6 separate regions of the Mus musculus genome follow, and all the other regions are linked to region 2. The links are chromatin contacts, called in public Hi-C, HiChIP or PLAC-seq and promoter capture Hi-C maps. All regions are on one chromosome and are shown on one strand. Each heading gives the region's core, a stretch centred on a gene start, on an enhancer-like site or on the middle of the called end of the contact. The rest is flanking DNA. Distances are from core to core; before and after follow the strand shown.

Evidence for each region. Promoter capture Hi-C pulls out the DNA fragments that hold promoters and counts their contacts. A called contact is a pair of places that touch in the nucleus more often than the background predicts. HiChIP or PLAC-seq counts read pairs in DNA pulled down with a chosen protein or histone mark.
Region 1: a promoter capture Hi-C map of embryonic stem cells shows a contact between it and region 2. The contact joins the promoter of Atp5g2 here to the promoter of Hoxc13 in region 2. A contact is called at or near these places in 6 of 39 promoter capture datasets (the 3T3-L1 cell line, cranial neural crest, embryonic stem cells and 3 more), 1 of 15 datasets of contacts at CTCF or cohesin (the NIH/3T3 cell line), 3 of 484 Hi-C or Micro-C datasets (embryonic stem cells, muscle stem cells and nephron progenitors), 9 of 115 datasets of contacts at active chromatin or transcription factors (differentiating embryonic stem cells, embryonic stem cells, epiblast stem cells and 3 more) and 1 of 9 other capture datasets (adipose tissue).
Region 3: a contact with region 2 is called in a promoter capture Hi-C map of embryonic stem cells. The contact joins the promoter of D930007P13Rik here to the promoter of Hoxc13 in region 2. A contact is called at or near these places in 14 of 39 promoter capture datasets (the 3T3-L1 cell line, the C10 cell line, HPC-7-derived erythroid cells and 10 more), 7 of 115 datasets of contacts at active chromatin or transcription factors (craniofacial prominence, embryonic basal ganglia, embryonic forebrain and 3 more) and 2 of 9 other capture datasets (adipose tissue and pancreatic islet).
Region 4: a contact with region 2 is called in a promoter capture Hi-C map of cranial neural crest. The contact joins the enhancer-like site here to the promoter of Hoxc13 in region 2. A contact is called at or near these places in 8 of 39 promoter capture datasets (the HPC-7 cell line, cranial neural crest, embryonic stem cells and 4 more), 1 of 15 datasets of contacts at CTCF or cohesin (the NIH/3T3 cell line), 2 of 484 Hi-C or Micro-C datasets (B cells and cranial neural crest), 5 of 115 datasets of contacts at active chromatin or transcription factors (embryonic basal ganglia, embryonic forebrain, embryonic limb bud and 2 more) and 2 of 9 other capture datasets (adipose tissue and liver).
Region 5: an H3K4me3 HiChIP or PLAC-seq map of forebrain shows a contact between it and region 2, with 2.6 times the contacts expected there. The contact joins the enhancer-like site here to the promoter of Hoxc13 in region 2. A contact is called at or near these places in 12 of 39 promoter capture datasets (3T3-L1-derived adipocytes, the C10 cell line, the HPC-7 cell line and 7 more), 1 of 15 datasets of contacts at CTCF or cohesin (the NIH/3T3 cell line), 13 of 484 Hi-C or Micro-C datasets (brown adipocytes, embryonic fibroblasts, embryonic stem cells and 6 more), 20 of 115 datasets of contacts at active chromatin or transcription factors (embryonic basal ganglia, embryonic forebrain, embryonic hindbrain and 7 more) and 3 of 9 other capture datasets (adipose tissue, embryonic stem cells and pancreatic islet).
Region 6: a Hi-C map of nephron progenitors shows a contact between it and region 2, with 4 times the contacts expected there. The contact joins the enhancer-like site here to the promoter of Hoxc13 in region 2. A contact is called at or near these places in 9 of 39 promoter capture datasets (the 3T3-L1 cell line, the HPC-7 cell line, cranial neural crest and 5 more), 14 of 484 Hi-C or Micro-C datasets (B cells, the G1E-ER4 cell line, cranial neural crest and 6 more), 13 of 115 datasets of contacts at active chromatin or transcription factors (bone marrow-derived dendritic cells, embryonic hindbrain, embryonic stem cells and 3 more) and 3 of 9 other capture datasets (embryonic stem cells, embryonic tail and embryonic trunk).

Annotation. Positions count from the first base shown.
Region 1 is chr15:102,668,902-102,672,392 of GRCm38.p6, reverse strand. Atp5g2 (ATP synthase, H+ transporting, mitochondrial F0 complex, subunit C2 (subunit 9)) reads left to right here and starts at 1,346. Exons shown (of 5, transcript NM_026468.2): 1 at 1,346-1,375. It overlaps Mir688 (microRNA 688), which reads left to right and starts at 527; the gene lies at 527-601.
Region 2 is chr15:102,919,376-102,922,433 of GRCm38.p6, reverse strand. It overlaps Hoxc13 (homeobox C13), which reads right to left and starts at 1,303. Exons shown (of 2, transcript NM_010464.2): 1 at 517-1,303. The coding sequence starts at 1,246.
Region 3 is chr15:103,145,094-103,148,469 of GRCm38.p6, reverse strand. It overlaps D930007P13Rik (Riken cDNA D930007P13 gene), which reads left to right and starts at 1,642. Exons shown (of 7, transcript NR_045743.1): 1 at 1,642-2,156; 2 at 2,870-2,955.
Region 4 is chr15:103,067,789-103,070,855 of GRCm38.p6, reverse strand. No RefSeq gene overlaps it. Among named protein-coding and RNA genes, the nearest start is that of Gm30528, 8.8 kb to the right of the region's middle. Within about 2 kb of position 1,520, at least 47 of the 459 cell types and tissues checked have an H3K27ac peak or open chromatin away from gene starts, as enhancers often do. A contact at or near this core is called in adipose tissue, where this site is marked.
Region 5 is chr15:102,787,155-102,790,317 of GRCm38.p6, reverse strand. Gm36560 (a long non-coding RNA gene) reads right to left here. Exons shown (of 7, transcript XR_001781775.2): 5 at 1,412-1,520; 6 at 1,063-1,222. Among named protein-coding and RNA genes, the nearest start is that of Gm36560, 34 kb to the right of the region's middle. Within about 2 kb of position 1,282, at least 48 of the 459 cell types and tissues checked have an H3K27ac peak or open chromatin away from gene starts, as enhancers often do. A contact at or near this core is called in embryonic basal ganglia, embryonic forebrain and forebrain, where this site is marked.
Region 6 is chr15:102,691,731-102,695,245 of GRCm38.p6, reverse strand. No RefSeq gene overlaps it. Among named protein-coding and RNA genes, the nearest start is that of Mir688, 22 kb to the right of the region's middle. Within about 2 kb of position 2,190, at least 128 of the 459 cell types and tissues checked have an H3K27ac peak or open chromatin away from gene starts, as enhancers often do. A contact at or near this core is called in embryonic tail, hippocampal neurons and nephron progenitors, where this site is marked.

The DNA.
Region 1 (3,491 bases), core at 97-2,596, 250 kb after region 2:
GGCCTCATCCGGGCAAAATTACATTCCTGTAATGGCGTCGCTCGGGGTCCCGGGAAATTGCTCCGTGGGCTTTCAGCGGCGGTTTTTATCGCCGGCCGGGGTGTGCCTGGCTGCGGCTCGCCTCTCCTCCGGGACCGTAAAGCTGCTGCCGTGATTTATCCTCCCCTTCTCCCAAATCCGATTAAATGGAGGAGCTTGGGGCCGGGGCGCCGCGGGGCCGGGGGCCGGGAGGGGGTGGCGGGAAGGACGGGGCCAAGGAGGGGAGGACAAACGGCCCCTCAGAGGGTGGCGGATTTGCCTTTATTTACAGCCGCGGCTTTCTTTTTATTTTTTTATGGGGGTTTGGTGAGCTCTTCCCGTCTTTCTCGCGCTGCGTCCAAGCACCCTAACCGGACAGCCGGGCTAAGGGGCTGGGTCAGCCTTGCAGCCGTCTGCTAGGCTCGTGCGTTCCTGCGTGTACACAAAGGCCTGCTCCAGGACTAGCGCAGGAAAGCCCCCGCCCACCGCCACTGGGGGAGGGACGGGCGAAAGGGCAGTGAAGAAAAGTAGGGGCTTGCTTGGGGAGAGCACCTCGCAGGCGACTACTTATTCCAGCTCGCCCCCCAGCAAGTCCGACAGGAGGTAAACTGGTCGCCTGGGGTGACTTCGCACCCCTACTGCAGGCCACAGGTGCGGTTATCCCTAATTGATCCCAGGACTCACAAAAGGGAGAATCAGGCCTTGTTTACCCCCCCAGTCTTATGACTCGAAGATGCTGGGTTTTTTTCATGCTTTGCTCATCAACGAGATAGGGAAAACAAAAATAAAAATAAGTTAAAGCAGAAACTGCCATGGCATTTTGCTAATAGCATTGGGCCAGTTCCCATCTCCCACCCAACGTTGCCAGTGTCCTGAGGGTGACAAGAAGCCAAGAGTTCTGTGATTTTATTTTCCCCTGCTACATTTTAGGCACTGAACCCCAATCCCTACTGTATGCTATAAACAATTTCCGAGTAGACTGGGTAGGGTGTTTTTTGGTTTTTTTTTTTTTCCTTAACTTTGCGCATGCTCGGAAAGGGGACTCGAGTCCAAGACTCCAAAAATGCTGTGCAGTCCACAGTTCCACCACGTTGCAGATCAGCAAGAGTTGGCGGCTCTTCCGTGCACGGTGGGCTCCTTTTGCAGTTTCTCCTGTTGGACGCCAGGTGGAGTGCTTGTCCCCCAAGACACCACCAACCTGGCAGAGGGAGCTGTGGCGTCCCGGCCGATCCTCTAGCTTGTGTCCACTCTATCCATGGAGAAAAGCGACTCGTTGGCTCCGGCCGCGCATGCGCAGAGCCTTCCCTCGCGCTTCCCGCGCCCCCGCCCCTCTCTGTCTTCTCTGCCCTGGGAGCAGGTAAGGCCTTGAGGCCTCGCGTCCTCTTCGTGCCGCGCAGGCGCGCGCAGCAGTACCCCTTGCGAGGACGCGTGGCCGCCCTGACCTTGCTAGCTCCCACGCGGGTCCCTGAGCCCTCGCGGTCCCGGCATCCCCACGCGGAGGGCTACCCCTTCCTCGTGCCGATGACCTCTAACCGCGCGGGCCTGGCGCCATCTTGGGTGTCTCACGGGGGTTGGGGGCTCTGCGGCCGGCGAAAGGCAGATGCTGGCGAGCGTGTTCTCTCCGGGCGCGAACCAAGGCTTTTATGGGTGCTCTTCGCTCACCCACACGCCTTTCACCATTGTCATGACCCCAGACTCTCCCCTCCTACCTTTGCCTCCCCTTGTCATCCTGAATCAAAATAGCCTTTATTTTTTATTTTTTTGAAGCTTGCAGACTTTGAACCTCAGGACCTCTGGCGCAGTCAAGCTAGTTCACCGTCCAAAGCCATCATCTCCCTAGTCAGCATCCTTCAGTTTGAAATAAACTGAACGTGGTAGAGAGTAACAGAACAGGCTAACCGGCCTGTGCACAGGTGGCAGGAGTGAGGCCTGAGCGAGGCCTGTTCCCTTAGAAACTGGTTGCCTCTAATGAAGGCCCTGACATACTAATGAAGTTAGAAATAAAATCTTAAATGGTGGAAATGGAGGTTTCTGTTAGGCAGCAAGCCCAGAAGATGGGAGCAATACGAGCTTTAGAATTTATACCTGCCAGCTAGTGGGAAGGTTTAAGGAACGGAATGGTTAAGTGGGGAATTCTCATTGTGGAGGGTTTCATTGCTCTGGTGTGGGCTTGCCCATATTAAGTGACCACTGGAAGGGCTCGCCGAATGATACGCTTGGGTTTATTACACACCAGCAACAGATTATACTATTCCATATGTTTGTAAACTATTAAATTTAATTCCCCTACTTTTTTTTTTTTTTAAGAATTGTTTACTGAGTTCTCTGCAAGCAAGCAGTGGGTTGGGCAGTAATTAGAGTATTGCCAGAACTACATTTTATAAGTTACCATGTTAAAACTTGTTTTTGGAAAAACGTCTTCCATTTTATTTTGGCTTCTTGACTCTAACCCACGTTTACCTCAAATTTATGATCCTTCTGCATCAGCCTCCCCAGTGCTAGGATCACTTGCACATACCACCATGCCTAACTTCAGACCTCCCTTTATTCACGTGTATGGTGACATGTATGCATGCATGCTGAGAGGTTAATGTGGGGGGCATTTCCACTCCACCCTCACCTTTCGAGACAGGATGTCTTACTGACCTGAAGCTCATCGACTCTGATTGCAAGCCAGTCAGCTTCAGGCCACCTGCTTCCATAGGTACCCAGCGCACGGGGTGTGGCAGGCACCATCATCTAAGCCATCAACCCAGCTTAAGCCTCTATTGCAAAAGTTTTAAAGAAGTACTGGGTTTCGACTCAATTAAACCTGAGTAGGTGGGCATCAAATCTGGGTTTAGGTTGCATAAAGACAAAAGGGAGGAGTTTGTTACAGGGTCGCACTGTGTAGCCAAGAATTCACAGAGCTCTGTCTGCCTCTCTGCCTTCTGAGTGCTGGGATGATAGATGTGTTCCACCGAATCCAGCAAAAAGTAAAGTTTTAGATAGAGCCAGCCTGAAGACAAACATTGGTCTAAAAGTAAAATTCAGGATTTACAAGTAGCATATCTGCCTTGGACAGGTTGCGTCCAGTGTACTTAAGGGAGTAGTGTTTAACAGGCCTATACTTTGAGCATCTTAGTTTATGGGCTATTCAAACTTCAGAGAGAAAAAGCAGGGGACGTAGCTTGGTGGTAGGACACGTTACCTAGATTGCACTAAGGTCCTAGGTTCTACCTCCAGTGTGGCCTCCCTCTGAGTGAAATTACAGAGTTACAGTCCTTTCTCTCTCACTGACAACCTGTTAGTGTTGTTGAGGCCATACCATTGTATACCTTAAATATAAAATGATTGGAAAAGTTGTTTAAAATATTGGCACCAGAGATCTTGTGTTTAGGGACTGGAGAGATGGCTCAGAAGTTAAGAGCAACTGCTGCTGTTCCAGAGGCCCCAAGTTTGGTTCCCAGCACCGGTGTGATGGTTCATAACCA
Region 2 (3,058 bases), core at 54-2,553:
AGGCTCTGGAGAATTAGATCCCCATTTTAATGCTATAGTATCTGGTGGTTGACAGCTCCTGAAAACTCGGGCAAGGTAAAGGTTCTTATACTCTCCCCAAATCCCAACTATCCACTGGGTTGAGGGTTTTGGACTAAGTTCCAAGACACCAGAGGCCCAACCCCAACCCATTCCTGGCTGGAAGCGGATTTAGGGGCCAGGATCCCTGAATGAGGCTGGAGCAGGCTGGGGGAGGAGGAGGCGAGCTCCCGACCAGAGCCGAGCCGAGCCGGCGCTCGGGCGCCTCTGATTGCTTCACTCTGGACCCGGCAGCTCCGGGGAACGTGTCGGAGCAGATTTCTTCCCCAGCGCATTCCTCAGCATAGCTCGCCCGGCCGGCTCCATCGACAGCCTAGCCGAGCCGGCGCGCCGGGGCCAGACGGCGGGGGTGGCTGAGGCGCGGAGCCGCGGGGCAGGCAGGGCGGGGAGGGGTCCCTGGCGGCGGCGGCGGCGCCGCCGCTCAAGCCCCTTCCTTACCTGGGAAGGGAGACTTCCAGAGGTGGGCGGACTGCGACTGCTCCTTGGAGCAGTACACCTGACTGTCCCAGCCATTGGAAAGAGCCCAGTGCTGGTAGCCTTCAACAGGGATGAGCGCGTCGTGACGCGGCTCCGGGTGCCCGCTGATCCCAGGCACCACCGACACGTCCAGGTAGCCGGGCATTGCCTGGTAGGAGCTGGCGAAGCTGGGGTAGAAGGCGAACTCCTTAGCCCTGGAGGACAGGTCGTCACCAGGCAGCGCGCCCGACGGCTCTGGGTACTTGTCCCCCGGATGGTAGGCGCAAGGCTTCTGCTGCAGGTTCACGTTGTGCGACAGGCGGCAGCCGTAGTAGCTGCCCCCAAATGGGTAACCATAGCCCAGGGTGGCGCTGGACGAGGTGGGGGGCGCCGGCGGTGGGGCGCATTGGCGCGCCGCCTCCGGGGCTGGGATGTCCGTGTAGACGGCGCCCTGAGGGGCACCCAGAGGAGCCGGCGGGCGGGCCAATACAGGGTGCGGGAGCAGGTCGCGGCAGTGGCTGGCCGGGCAGCTACCGCCCAGCCCGTCCATGCTCGGGGCTTTGCCGGGGCTCGCTCCGCTGCAGCCACCCCCCGCGCCGCCCGCGCCGCCGCCTCCCCCGCCGCCGCCGCTGCCGCTCTCCGCCGCGCTGTCCTCATAGACGTACATAAGGCTCTCCGGCCAGCGCGGGTGCAGGAGCAGCGAAGTCGTCATGACATGATCTGCTCCAGCTTTTTAAAAACTCCACTTGCCAGAGGCAGCGAGCTAGGGAGACACCTCGCTCTCTTTTTCCCTCCCCCATCCCTCCTCCCTTCTCTCTCTCTCTCCACCCCTCCCCTCCTCCCCCCGCCACCCCCCCCCCCGGTGCTTCCCCCTCCCTAGCCGCATTCCCACTACGCATGCGGACACACTTCATTAAGAAATCCGGCGACTCCCGCCCTCCTCACCATAGCACGCCCCTGGTTCCCACGTGACCACAGCCGCTGCACGTGATGCTAAGCCTGGGTCTCCTGGGGTTCCCTCCCCGGGAGATGGGGCGGGGCGGAAAGAAATGAGAACTTTGTTGATTGGCTCACTGGAAAGGAAAAGGAGGAGAGAGCTGGGAGATTTAAAGGGACGGGCAACGCCCCCTAGGCAAGCCTTGTTAGGGGAGGGGGGCAGAGAGGCTTAATTTGGCCGACGCAAAGGGACCTAGGGAGAAGAGGATGGCTCCTCCTCCTAGGCTCTGGACTGAGAGACGCTGAGAGGCTCCGGTTCTCAAACAGATGGCTTTGACTACCGAAGTCTCTAAATTGGGGCTTGGAGCTGAGAATGGAGGCAAACCTGGAATTTTAGTAATAATAGTAATAGTAATAATAATAATAATAAATCTAGCTAGGAAGGCTCCAGCTGTGGCAGTCAGCTCACGGCGGACAAGGACCTCACCGAGCCTTTGGTGCCGAAACCAGAGTCTCAAACTCCGACCTCAGAGGCTTTCCCCAAAGCCCCAGTTTGTCTGGAAAAGGGCTCTCTCCTGTATCAGACATGATTGGGCGATTGGATTTCCCAAATGCAGACTTCGTCCCGATGTGGGGAGAGAAATGATGAAATACACTCAGCGAGAAGCAGAGGCTAACGGAGAGGGGCAGAAGGACAGATTGCCATTTCAGCATACAAAAGGGATACCGGAGACTCCCCCCGCCCCCACTCTCAAAGAAACAGAAGCAGATTCTGACTGAGCAAAAGGAAAGGCCGGGATGCTTGCAAGAGTCTCTTTGGGTTCACACAAGGAACTGTAGAAAGCAGAGAAAACCTGCCGCTCTTTAAAGGGACTTCTGACAGGTGCAACTCCAAACATACAAGTACAAGACCACCCCCCCTCCTCAATGGCTTGGGCTGATGGGGTGATAAGCGCTAAGGAGCCAGGCAGCTTAAGTTTAAGCTGCCTTATTCCCAGTTTCCTTTCAGGATCACTCTTGTTCAGGCAGAGTACTTAGATCCCGAACTGTCTTCTATGTCAAGAACAAATTAGCACCAAGTTACTGATTTTTATAACACTCACTTTTTTCTGCGCCCCCCCCCCCACTGGTTAGGGCCTCAGTAGAGTCACCCCTTTGCAGAGGGGCATCTCCATGGAATTGTGCCAAGCTCCCTTTCACACATACCCCTCCCTGAGGAGAAGAAGTAATAAAGAGCGAGCGAGAGAGCAGGAAAAAAATAATAAAGAGGGAGAGAGGGGGGCTGCGGTGTCTCTCTCCTTCTTGCCTCTGCCACACGTTTTAAATGCTGGGTGCTGATGTTCACACAGACTCTCAACTGTGAACACCCATCAAGACTAATCCTAGACCTTTCAATTGGAGGCAAATGTTGGAGCCTGCCTCAAGACCCCTAAAGGAGGAAGGTGGTCTCTGACGGTTGACAGCCCCAGGCCCTGGTGAGTCAGGACAAGAAATGGAATTTTTGTCAGCATGGTCGGTCTTCATCCAGAAGTGAGTCCTCCTCGGAGTTTTGAAAGCAGGCTTTGTACTGGGATGGCAAAGAAGAAAA
Region 3 (3,376 bases), core at 393-2,892, 230 kb before region 2:
TTCAGCTCTCCTAGTGTTCCTATTTAGAATGCCAGTCCCTCTCCTTCCCTCCGATATTTCCCCAGAGAAGTAAATTCAACTGGAGCATGAGACATTGAGGTTAGACACATGGATCGACTGCCCAGCAATGGCCATCAGATGATGCAGAAATAAGTTGCTTAGGGGGAAACCAATTGCTTTTCTTTTCAGAAGCCTGATTGTCAGCCTGCCTGAACCTACACTTTAGCAGACAAGGTTGAATTAGCCTGTGTGTGAGGATACTTTCTCTTCTCTGATTGGGCCCTCATGCTCTCAGATACAATGCAAGCAGGTCAGCTGCAATAGAATCTCCCCCACCCCCACCCCCCCGTACATTTTGCCTGTTCTTCTGTCCCCACAGCCCCGCTCAGATCCTCAAGTCTCCGGGCCCTGCTCGCAGAAGGGATGGCGGAGAGCCCAGAATGGTCCTCTGCGGGGACCTGTGCCAAGCCAGGTTGCCATTTCCATTTTCATTAATTGAAGTGGCGTAATCCTGATCATCTCAGGTCAACAGTTAACTGTTGCTGGCTGGGAGCCTGTGGAGAACTGCCTATGCAGGACGTGCTCTCCTCCCTAACCTTAACCCTTGACCCTAACCTCCACGGTGCTGACTTCTTAGCTAGCTCCCCACCTCACACACATGGCCAACCTCACCTCTTGGGATTCCAGTTTCTATCCTCTCAGGAAGGCCCTCCTGGTGTCTATCTGCTATCCCGCTTGTTGTAATTGGGACTCAATTTTCTTTCTTTGTTCGGTTTAAAAAACATCCTTACAAATGCAGTTGCCTCTTGAAGCTTCCTGTGCTGTGGTTTGGGAGGACAGTATGTCGCTGAACAAAAGGTTTTGTTTTCCAACCCTGAATAGGCAAAGCAAATAGGTGGTGGTCTGGCTGAGTGTAAGAGTGAACACAGGCTTCCCTTCTTACTCAGCTTTGGGGAGGGTCTCTGCCTTACCCTATGAGGGTCATGCTTTGGCATCCTTTCTGCCCATGCTTGGCAGTGTCGCTTTGTGAGTGTCATTACCCCGGGAGAGGTCAGGTGATGTTTTGTCTTGCAGCATGAGTGTGTTAATACACATTTGTGTACTTCTGTGGTTCTAGGGACCATATTTGTTTGCCATTCTTAATCTTCCAGATGGACACTGGTATAAGTGAGTGTAGCCAATTTTTGCTGCTGCTATGTCTTTGTGCGTCTTCAGGATGTGTGTGTGTGTGTTCGTGCGTAGCCTCTTAGTTTTCAGTCTTCATAGGCTGATGTCTTTCTGAGTGTCCTCTGGCCGGGTTCAGAAGGGAGGGAGAGAAGCGTCGGAGGCAAAGGATTGGGCAGGAGGGGGTGCGTGGCAATCTGTGACTCGGAAAACAGACGTGCAGCGCGTGCGGGGCGGAGGCGGGGGCACTCTGGCCCCCAGCTCCTCCGCAATCCAATTAAATAACATTTAAATGCATAACCAGCCCGCGCGCCGATGAGGCTGGAGATTGGAGCGGGCGCGGCGGCGGGCTGCGCGGGCGGCGTTTTGTGGAGCTCAGCGATTCTGGCGGCAATTTCCCCGCGCCGCGCGGCTTTTACGAGCCCGCTCCCGGCGCCCGCCCGCTCCGCTGAGCCCGCCGCCTCCGCCCGCCTCAGTCTGCCTCCGCCCGCGCAGCCCGGCAGCGTGTGGTCCTGCTGCCCGCGCCGCCCCGCCTGTTCCTCTTCGGAGCTGTCCTGGGCTCCTTACTTCCAAAGCCTACCTACCTTAATCCTTTGGACAGAGCGCCCAGCCCTCAGTGCATTGCTGCTTTTCACCTGCTGGCTGCATCCACCTCTGACCTGGACCCCTTTTGGCCTGTGCAATTCCGCTCTATCTCTGGGTCACTGGCTCTGCACAGCTTGTGTTTCTCTCTGCCTCAGTTTACTCTCTTAGGCCTCCTGTGCCCTTTACCTTGAGCCCTTCCCTTTCCTCTTCAAGCCTACATCCTAGCACCAGAGTAAGAGGCTTGAAGGAGAGGCAGAAGGTGGTGGTAACAAGTGCATGGTTGGAAGAGGTGGCTTCTTCTCTGTATCCTTTCAGCATAGAAAGGACCGGCCTGTTCATTCAGGACCATCAGACGGCTCCTGTCCAGAAGTCCTGAGATTGATAGATGTGGGTCCATCAGCCCTGAGGTTAGTATGAAAGGGGCCACTTGCTGAAGAACCAAGAGCAGCCCCACCCCGAGATCCCTGATCTTCTGAAGACAGAATCCCAGGAAGACAGAAAGCAAGACAAGCCATTTCATGTCTTGTGTGGTACCCGACTCCCCTGTTTCATCTTCCCGTTCCCTCCCTTGCATATCTGTGTTCTGCCCCCCAACATATGGAACCTGGCATTTACCATATGCTGACGACCCAGGCAGATTTAGGGAAGATCTTTCCTGGCAGACAAACAGCAAGGGGAAACCCTCCTGCGAGCAGTCTGGCATGCTGGAGGAATGGCATTGAGGCCGGTATGGCTGGAGCAGGGAAAATAAGGAAGGGAATGAGCTGTGGCTTCTAAGAGGTCACAGAAAGCTAATCACGATCATGTGGGGACTAATGAGTCACAGCTAAACTTGCACTTCCACTCTGAATGGACAGGGAGCCATTGGAGAGTCAGGGCCTGAGAGTGATATGCATACTCCCCTTGACTACTCAATGCTGTCATGTTGAGAATGCAGTGGGAAACAAGGACGTCCAAGAGTGCACTGTAGCAGCAAGGAGAGAGTGGGGCCTGGATGAATGTTGCAGAGTCAGCTCGGGGTGGGGGTGGGGGGTGGTTGCGGTGAGTCAGATGGGAACCGTGGAAGCAGCATCATCAAGGAAAAACTAAGAGGTTTTTGTGTTGTTTTGTTTCCTACCAGTGACCAGAACATGGAACTTGTCATTACCTGGTATCATGGAATACCAAGGAGCTGGCATCAGGAGACATGCTTTGGACACATTTAGTGTGAGATGCCTGCTAAAGATCCAAGTAGAGGAGGCTCATGGGTCTTAGTTTCCTGTGAAGACTAGGCTGGCGATAGAGATTTAGGAGTCCTCAGTGATACTGGGTGTGATCCTTCAGGGGTCCAAAGACAAGAGCACAGATACTTCAATATTGCAACAGAATGGAAAAAAAAAAAAAACTGCTGAGGAGGATTTGGGGGAGAGATGTGGGATGAGGACTCTTGACTTGGCCATTCCTCATTCTGAGCAGCCCTCATTGGTCGTTTTCTATATGGTCCTGGCTTCATTCCCCTGGGAACTCTGCACAACAGCCACTCTGGGCACTTTGTGCCACTCACTGTTGACCAGGGCCTGCAAGATTCCAGATGCTCAGCCTTCTAGACCAGGAAAAACAGATCAATAGGGTCTGAAATCCTGCCTCC
Region 4 (3,067 bases), core at 271-2,770, 150 kb before region 2:
TAGCCACCTGGGTGAACAGGCACTGTAGAGAAAGTGGCTGTGTTTCATGGCAAGACCCTACATTAAGGTGGTAATGTTGGGCTATGGCGGAGGAAGGATTGGGTTTAGACAGAAGCAAGCACTTCTGACTGTCAGCGAGTGGTTGTGGAGGCCATCGGGAGCTGCTCAGGCACTGTGTTCCAGGAGGAAGGAGTAGTGATAAGATTATCTATGAATTGAAAAGGATTTGGGGACTCCATCATATTGTAAAGCCAGTGATGACTGAGGAGGAAGCCAGAGAGAAGCCAATCATCTACATGGACAGGGACCAAGTATCTGGAGCCCCCTGGCTGGCATAATGTCTCACACGGAGCTGTGTGGAGAGTCTCACTAAAGCCTTCCCTTGAGCCATGGTGAAAGCTCTAAGCTTTGGTGCCTGCTACTCATCAGGAACCAACCAAATATTTTGGTGAGTGGATGGATGTGGACAAATATTTACAAGCAGGTGTTATACTTATTCATCTGAGGGGTAAAATATAGCAGCATGCCAGGTATATGGCTGAACAAACCCCAGTTAGCAGGTTAGATGGAAGCGATCCTGGAAATAAGCTACGATTCTGAGCAATGGAATAGATCATGTGGTGGCTTGGGAGCATGTAGTTATAGGAGCTGCTTCAAAGCTACACAGAAAGTGGCTCCACACTGTGGGACTTGGATGCTCTTCTTCAACCTCCAGCTGTATTTCAACTCTCAGAACCAGCAGCTTCTGGGGAAGGGGGAACTGATCAGTCAGCCCCTGGACCCAGCCCAAAGCAGATACGTAAAACATAGTGGTTTGAAGAAACTTATGAGTCAGGGTCAAATGCTAACCCAGCCATCAGCTGGAGTGGGTCTGTAGGTGTGGAATGCACTTCCCTGGGTCTGATTCTTCATCTCTAAAACTAGGGGTGCCAGTGAATGGAGAAGAATTATCTGTAAGGTGTTTGCTGCCTATGACAATCTGGCTCAGGCTGACTTTCAACTCCTTATTTTCCTGCCTCAGCCTCCTGAGTGCCAGGGTTACTTGAGTACTTATCCATGCTGGGGAGACTATTTTCCAGCTCTTGAGAGTCTCTCTACCTTCTTCCCCCCCCAACCCCCCACTGCTATTGCTTTCAGCCTCTCCTCTGCCTCTCTGCCTCTCAGCCTCTCTGCCCCAAGAGGCTTTGGGGCTGTTTCTTCCCCTCTGCTCCAGTTGGTTTTCTTCCCAGAGCTCCCTGTTTTCTGAGCATTTTCCTTTCTCTCCTGAGCCTCTCCAGCACCGAGGATGTGGAGGCTGGGAACTGGGAGCTCTTGAGGACTTCTTTCTATGTTCCTGCAGCTTGCAGTGCCCGCCCCTGCCCAGTGCAACCGGCTCATAACCGTTGCGGCACTGTGCCCTGGGCAGGGCTAATGCGATCTGGAAAGACCCTGGCGGGCGGCGGGCAGTCTGGCCTGAGCGTCCTGGGCCGTGCTGATGGATGGTCCCCTGACAGTAATCGCAGAATGAGGACTTGCTGGCGACGCTCTCGCCCGAGGCCCCGCTGTTTGGCCAGCCCAGGAGTCCCTCCCTTGCCCCTCCTCCTAACTCCCAGGCGTTCTCAGATCTCTGGGTTTAGGAGTGCCTCCTGCTTCCAGGCTAGGTCAATCTAGCCCCTCCTTGCCCTCTCGCTCAAGATTCTGACCTCTGTTTTGTAATCTTCCTTGGATCCACTCATAATCTGTAATTCTGAACGAACTACTTAATCTTCCCCAACCTCAGTTTCCCCTTTTGCGCAATGAGAAATAGTGGTTATTTATAGCTTGAGTGGAGAATATTGAGAACACAGGAGAAAATGCTGAGAAAAATCGTCACTCTCCCTGAAGAATTGACTTTTATTTGTAGTTTACAGTGCTCAGAATAATCTGAGCTAAATATATGAGGACGAGTGGGTATTTACACAGTAGTTGCTTCTATGCATACATGCTCATCATACTTTTAGACTAAACAGATACACTAGAAAACAAGAGAGCAATATCGGTAGTGCTTCGACACCTCAGAGCAACACTGGGTACAGGTTTTCCTCAGTAGGACTCCTTATTTTATTGAGGCCCACCTACTAGACTCTCAGTCTGAACTCAGTGTTGAGACCCTCAGCATCCATAAGGCAAGGAGGAGCTAAAAAGGAGGATCCACTTTGGGGAGGTATTCTGGGATCATTCCCCAGCAACTGTCAAATTGCTTAGGTTTGAAGTTCTCCCATTCCTCCACCCCAGGGGAGCCCCCCTTGGGCACCACCCTTGGGGAGTGGAGAGACTGGGAGATCCAGACCAATTACACTTTGGAGAGCACACCAGACGCCTGCTCATTCTCTTTTAACCTTTCCCTCTCCTCAGAACCAAATTGAGTTAGTCTTGAGTTTTGATTTAATTCCCCAAATGGAGTCCTAATCTGCTTAGTGTCCTTTTTCCAAGTCATGGGTTTGAAGTGTGTGTGGTGAGGTAATGAAAGAGCAGCTCTGTGGCTTCTGCAAAATTCACACACTCATGTCCCAAATGCCAAAGAACAAGAGACACCGTGGCCCTGGGGGGAGGGGTGACGGTGACCTCAGCATGGCCCTGAGGTGGTGCTGGTAATAATAACCTCAGCAAATATTTATTGGGCAGGACTGAGCTGAACACTCTATATGCACTCTGCTCATTGAATTCTCACGAGTGCCTTCCAAGTCAGTGTCCCTCACATCCCCAATTTAGAGATGAAAAAAACTGAGGCTCAGACTGAGCCTTGAGCCTGAGGCTTCTTAGTTGTTACACTGTATCCCAGAGCTGTTTAGTAACTGACAGAACCTATGTTTGAAACTACAGTTAGATAGCAGATCTGTGTTCTTAACTACTTCATCCTGTGACCCTGGGCAAGACATATAGCTTCAAGGTGCTCAGTTCCTTCGCTTTCCAAACACTGATAATAACCAGAAAGAAGAAGAAGACACTCCCTGAATAGTGCTGTTGATAAGGTGAGATAAGACATTTACCAACCTGGCAGCATTCGATAGACTGTTACATAAGCATAGGTTGGGGGATGGGTGTCGAA
Region 5 (3,163 bases), core at 33-2,532, 130 kb after region 2:
AAGCTCACCCCTCAAACCCTCATCACTCGGCTCTGTAATCCTAGGCTCACCCAGTTCTCCGGAATAGCATTGTTCCCAACAGGCTGGGACTGTCATGAGTTCAACACCACATCATACCTCAAGGTCCTTCCTCTCCCTACTAGAGGGCAGAACTTCAAACCCTAAAGCAACCACCCACTTATGAAAACCCTTTACATCTGCACCAGTGAAACTGTGAAAGGTTACACAGCATAATGGTGTAACTTATGTGTCTGACCTCTCTGGGGTGTCTATTTCACTGACTGTGTATAAAAGCTAAATCCTGCATCACAGATAGGCAGGGTGCCTGGCTAACTGGCACTCCAGAACACCAAGGAATGATGGTTGGTCAGTTGCTTACGTGTCTTAATTTCAGCAAAATGGGGTTAAGTTTGAGAGCAGAAATGCCTTCCTGCCTGTGTGAATGGGGAAGACACCAAATATCAAAAACATGAACAGTCATAGAATTGGTCCACGGATTCTCAGGCCAGCAAAGACCTCCAAAATATCCTTTGCACCATTGCTTCTAAGAGAGCAAGAGAAGTACTATTTACTCTATCCCTACTATGTGTCAGTAGAAGGTAATTGCACGCATAGTGTCTTATTTATCAAGCTATACTCCAGACTCCCATCCCCACAACCCCTGCTTTCAGGAGGGTTGCTTATGTATGCTTTTATTTTTTTTAACGCTGCAGAGAAGATAACTCACACATTTTATATCATGCCTTCCTATAGCCATTGTTAGGCTTTTGTTTGTTTTTATTAAAGATACTACTTTGTGATGCAATTTAACCCCCTGTTCAAAGTGCCTTTAATAATCCCTACCTTACCCACGCTCCCCTCCTTCATGCTAGTACCCCTGCAAGCATCTCATATGTTTTCCTGTCCAGACGTTCCTTCCTTTTCCATTCCAAAGGCAAATACCATTATACACACACACACACACACACTATAAAAAGCAGGTGGAGGGAAAAAAAGAGGATGGTGGTTAAGGCAGAAGCCTGAACCTGGGGAGACTTAAGGAGGGCAGAAAGAGAGAGCTACCGGCCCTGTGTCAAGGTGGCTTTGCCTGCAGCTTTTATTATGCATCGATTTTCTTATCCATCTTCTTTAGAGCCTCTTAGATCTTCAGGCTGCGGCTGTTTCTCCAAATTGTCATTCACTTCAAGCTCTCTAGCTTCTTGCAGCAGCTAAGGGAGGGAGACTAGGGGTGGGAGGAAAAAGAGAGGGAGAAGGCAGTCAAGAGAGGTGAATGCAGGTTGCTAAGTAACCGTTGCCAAGGAGCCCATACCAAGAAGCATCCCAAGCTGCCTGCTTATTCCAACCTCCCCCCTTCCACACCCTCCCCTCACTTAAGTTCTCTCAGGTCTATAAAGCAGCTTGATTCTGTCACCTTCACCAGCTGCAAACCTTCTTCTTCCACAGCTCTTCAGGTGGAGGGCCGAAAATCCTAGAGCTTGCGGGTCTCAGATTCCTAGACCCAGGCTAGCTGCCATAGGTAGCTGTGAGCACAATGTATCAGTTAAAAAGAATGCCCCAAATTAATTTAATTAGCAATAAAAAATACCCCACCTGCATTTTGCAGGTTTATTTGGTTGGTTGGTAATAATATGCTCAGAAGAGGGTCCAGGGAGACCAGACAGAATCTTTTCTCATTACCTTGAGACAATTCAAACCTCCTTCAAAAAAACTTCACTATTTGGTCTGAAAGGTGGTGAAGTCCAAGAACACAAGTTATCTCCTAGATCTCTCCGAGATCTGCTGCAAGATGAAATGACACTTGGGCTCTCTAAAATTTGGGTAATTAATTGTGATCACACAAGACTGCCTTCTCAATTACTGCAGACTCCAGAAAGTAACACATGACATGTCATAACAAATTTAACTTATCCTTTCTGTTTAGTTCAAATAACTTTTAGAAGATTCCATCCCTTCAGGGTGGTAGAGCAAGGATCAAGCCAGAAAAAAAAAATCAGTCTGGGTAGGAAGTCGCTGAGCTAAGCCAATCTAAAATCCAAATTCTGCCACAAATAATCCAGAAAGCATATTATAAGTCTTCTGTCAACTCTGCCCAGTCATCACCTCTGTGGGGCTGGATTAAGGGGGGTCAGGTAGTGATGGTGGGCTACCCTGGGATCTCACAGACACCAGATCCTAAATGACCAAGGATATCTACTTCAATAAACTCATGGCTCCCACAATAAGCCACATATTGCTCTCAGCCTAGAAAAAGAGCCTTTGCTTTGTTTGAAAGGTTCTAGCCATTCCCCTACCACTGCTGAGAAAAACAAATGTGCTCTCTGCCCTAGTTTGCCTTTCAGTGTTGTGATATATATATGTGTGTGTGTATATATGTGTGTGTGTGTGTGTGTGTGTGTGTGTGTGTGTGTGTATTGTGTGTGTGTTTATAATACGATAGATAGATAGATAGATAGATAGATAGATAGATAGATAGATAGGATAGATAGATGCAGAGTGTGTTGGCACAAGCCTGTAATCCTAGCACTCAGGAGGCAGAGGCAGGTGGAACACTCTGAGTTTAAGGCTATCCTGGTCCATATAACAAGTTCCAGGACAGCTGGGGCTACATACAGAGACTCTGTCCTGGGGGTGGGAGGTGGATTATACTTGCCCAAATAAAACCCAAATGTGGCTGTTCATGGAAGTGCTGAGAAGGCAGATTTAAAACCTATCCCTCTAAGCTTCAGCCCCTCTTCTGTAAGGGAATAGAATTCCTTTTCAAAAACCTCTTGTGGAATTGTATAAGATAGAAAAGCCTATAATAAATAGCTGGTGCCATTATTTTCAACAATGCGGTTATCCTTGGTCTATCAGAACTGGGTAAACAGGAACTTGGGAAATGGCTTAGTTTGTGCAGTGCTTTTCATAAAAACATAAGAATTCAGATCTTCAGCACCTGAGTGAAATGTTAGATGCGTTGGTGTGCACCTTCAGTGCCAGCATTCAGGAAGCCAAGACAGAGGCTCCCTAAGGCTTACTGAACTGGTGAGGAACCCTGTCTCATATAAGGCAGAGAGTGACTGGGAAGATACCCAAGGTCGATTTCTGACCTCTACCCTCTACACACATACACACATATTCTCTCTCTCTCTCTCTCTCTCTCTAGCCATTCAACTTCCAATTA
Region 6 (3,515 bases), core at 941-3,440, 230 kb after region 2:
GAAGAGGGTTGGGGGTAAGTGGGAGCTGGGGGGGGGGGGCGGGGATGGATAGAGACACGGCCTTTTCCAAAGTAGCAAAATCAAAAGCCAAATGCCCAAACTTCCTATTTCTTCCCAACAGTTCCCAACCCACAGGCTCAGGACTCCTTCCTCTTGTTCTTCCCTACCCGGACATCTCCAAGTCAAGGCACTTTGACAAGAACTCCCATATTCACTCCCATAGAGATGAATCTGGAGAGCTCCAAGGGGTGTGTAGGTCAGGAAAGAGTGAGCCAAAGAAAAGAAGGCCTATCTGCAAGGCCAGCCCCTCCAGGACTTCAAAGACCATTTGGACAGGACATCCTGTTGCCACCTGGGGGGGGGGTGCGGGGGCAGGAGGAGCTGGCTAAAGAAGTGGAGGCATATCCTCTGTGTCCCTCTCACCCCTGTATCTGCGTCCCAGAGAGGGTGAGGATTTGGCGTGAAGGGCAGAGCGTCGGGGGGGATCTCTGGCTCCCGCCTCCCGCAGCCCCCAACCCCAGCTCAGGCTTCAGTCTCTCCTCGTTGTAGCAGAGCGAGAGCAAAGGGACGGGCAGTAAAGATGAGTGATGGCGCGGAGACAAGCAGAAATACACCATCATGAAAATGCTAATGACTCCTTGCTCTCTTTCTTTATGGTTGGAGTAATACAGACTTCAATCATAAAAACAATCTCCCAACATTTTAATGGGCTCCATCATGCCCGCACTTGTCGGTATATTTGAAGAATAAATCACCCTCCCCGCTCGGAATGAATTCGCTGTCAAACTCGGCTCCCTCGGAGAAAATGGATGAGGAAAGAGGATGGAGGCTTTTTTTTTTTTTTTTTTTTTTTTAGGGGAGGGTGTCGTCTCCCCCTCTAACTCCCTCCTAAACTGGATTGTTGTGAGAACTGCCTGGATTTTGAGTAGCAAGCAGGGGACTGTTGGAAGTTGGGAGAGCTGAAGCCATAGAGGGGGTTTTAAGAACAGTGGCTAAGTGAGTGAGGGATTTCACATGGCGAGAAGCCACCCCTGGGGTGGACGAGGAAGAATGATCAGGGGTAGGAATAGTGACAGCATTAAAGCAAAGGGCAAACTCCTGACAGTTCAAGGAGATGCGGAAACTGCCAAAAATCTGTACATCTGCACTACTTCTGCGTTATTGGGTCGAATTCCTCTCAGATTGGGCCCAAGCTGGGGCGCAGTAGAAAAAGAAGGGGGGAAGTTTGAGAGATCTCTTTTGTAGGGTAGAATATCATAGAGCAAGAATAGGTTGGGCTCTGAGCTTGCGGGGGTATTTTCAGCGCAGTAAGCCACAGGTCTGCACCTCTGAAAACTGCCTCAGAGTCCGGGGTAATTCTCATTTCCATACAGGTGGCAGCCAGCCAATGAAAACTTGGGATACGCATACCGCGCACAGCCAATCCCAGTTAAGGATGAGCTGACTTGGCAGGTTTAATTGCATCTTGATTGGTTGAGATGTTGCTAGGCAAAATTTGGGTCCTGGCGATTGATGCGGCCCGAACTGGAGAGGCAGGTGACTACGAAAATATCTAGAAACCTGGATTGACATTTTTTTCTTCCTGAGTTCTTTCAATCGCAAAGGCTTGATAGGGTCAGAATAATAACTGTCCCTTTTCATCTCTGGAGTGGGAGAGCGAAGTATACCTCACTCCCACTCCGCACCACCCCCCCCAAAAAATTCATCATTAAAAACTGGCTACTTTGGAGGGCCTTCTAAATTCTACAGACCCGGCAGGGAACCTCACCTTTTCCTGCCTTAAGCTTATCTTTGAGCCTTTGAATTGTAATTTAGGTCCGACTTTCTCTAATGTGCCAGGAATTGAAGAAATCGTGCCTCACGGGATCCTCTGCTGCTCCTACCTCCTTGTCACTCGGCCAAAACCTGTGAGGGGTCAGAATCTCATCCAAAGGTCTGGAAAGTGGTATTCCCACATCAGCAGCTTCTGAGCCTTCATTTGCATCTGGTTTGCATAAATAAACCGTCCTCCCCTCCCACTCCGGACGAAGCGCTGGGGCTTTCACCCTGCTACAAACGCCTCCACGCCCACCCTGGCGCACCCCCGCCCCGCCTGCAGCGCCCCCTGCCGGCTACAGGGCCTGGCGCGCTGCGGTGATGGCGAGCGGCAGCCTCCAAGGAGGCCGAGGGGGACTGTGGCGGAGGGGCGGAGGCGACCGCCCGGTGCAGCGATCCCGCGGGTCTGGCCGAGACCGTGCGCGAACAATATGCCACCATTTAAGTCTGAACGCGCGCCAGCCGCCGATTGTGATGTTAATTCGGCGATGATTTAGGGGGGCGGGACGGAGCGGGGCCGGCCGCCTCTCTGTCAAAATGCTGTCCGGAGCCTTAATATTTGTAATTGAAGCTGATGAGGACTTCGTTTCTGTTTCTACTGATAAAAAAAAAAAAAAAAAAAGGCAGGGAGGGAAAAAGAGCAACTAAATTATAGGGCTGGGAGAAAAACATGATTAATCAAAGGTTTGAACTGTCGCGGTGCTGGAGACCCAGTAAATCTCGCCGGCCGGGGCGTGTAGAGGCCGGAGGATAAATCTGAGCCCCGTGGAGTTTGCCACCCCTCTCTGTTTGCCTCTCGCGTCGCACGTCAATTAATTCGATAATTGGATTTGAAGAGATGTCAGAAGATTATCCAGGGGAAGTGGGAGGAGCGGTTACCAATGGGAGAACAGAGACGAGAGCCGAGGCCCACGGGGTCAGACTGTAGAGGGACCGGAGAGCCAGGCAGGTCTGTCCGGATCCTTCACCCAGCTCGCCTGTGCTTAGCTCTGCGGCAGACCCTGAAAGGCGGCTGCCTGATGTCAGTGCCCAGCTGCGGCTCGCAGCTCACCTCTGCGGACACTGTCCCCTAGCGCAGTCCCCAAAGCTCTCTGGAAGGCCTGACCTGTGCCACCAGAGCCATGTACCACATGCCTCCTGTCCTGTGTCCTAGATGTCCCAGCGTTAAAGCATCTGCCAGTCCATTTGTATTAGATTTGTATACGAAGTGTCTCTGTTCCCCCAAGCTCCTTTGAAGCCCTGGTTCACCCTATCTGATCGCTGATGTTTTTCTCCACATACTGGGAGTTGCCAAGAAGACAGGGATCAAGACTTCTCTTTGAATCCCCACTCCCACTGGTGGAAATTATTCTTCCCCTTATCCCAAAAGCTCCCCTCCCATACACTTAGAATCTAACTTATAACCAAAGTGTCCTGCTTAAAGAAAATGTCTATAGACACATGCACACCGACCCAGAGCACTAGTCACCAGGCCCCTAGCGGGAGACTGACAAGCCACAGAAATCGGCAACTTCAGGTGACTCCTGAAAAGGCTATACCTGTCTCCTATGAGGAATTAAACTTGTTTCATTACTGGGAAGGAGCACTGCAGGGAGGCCTGAGATGAAATCAGCCTACCACTGGCAGAGGTTAGAGGTGGGAGTGGGGGTGGGAGGTGAGGGGAAGATAAGGGGAAGAGGGATAAAGGGGAGGGGAGAGGA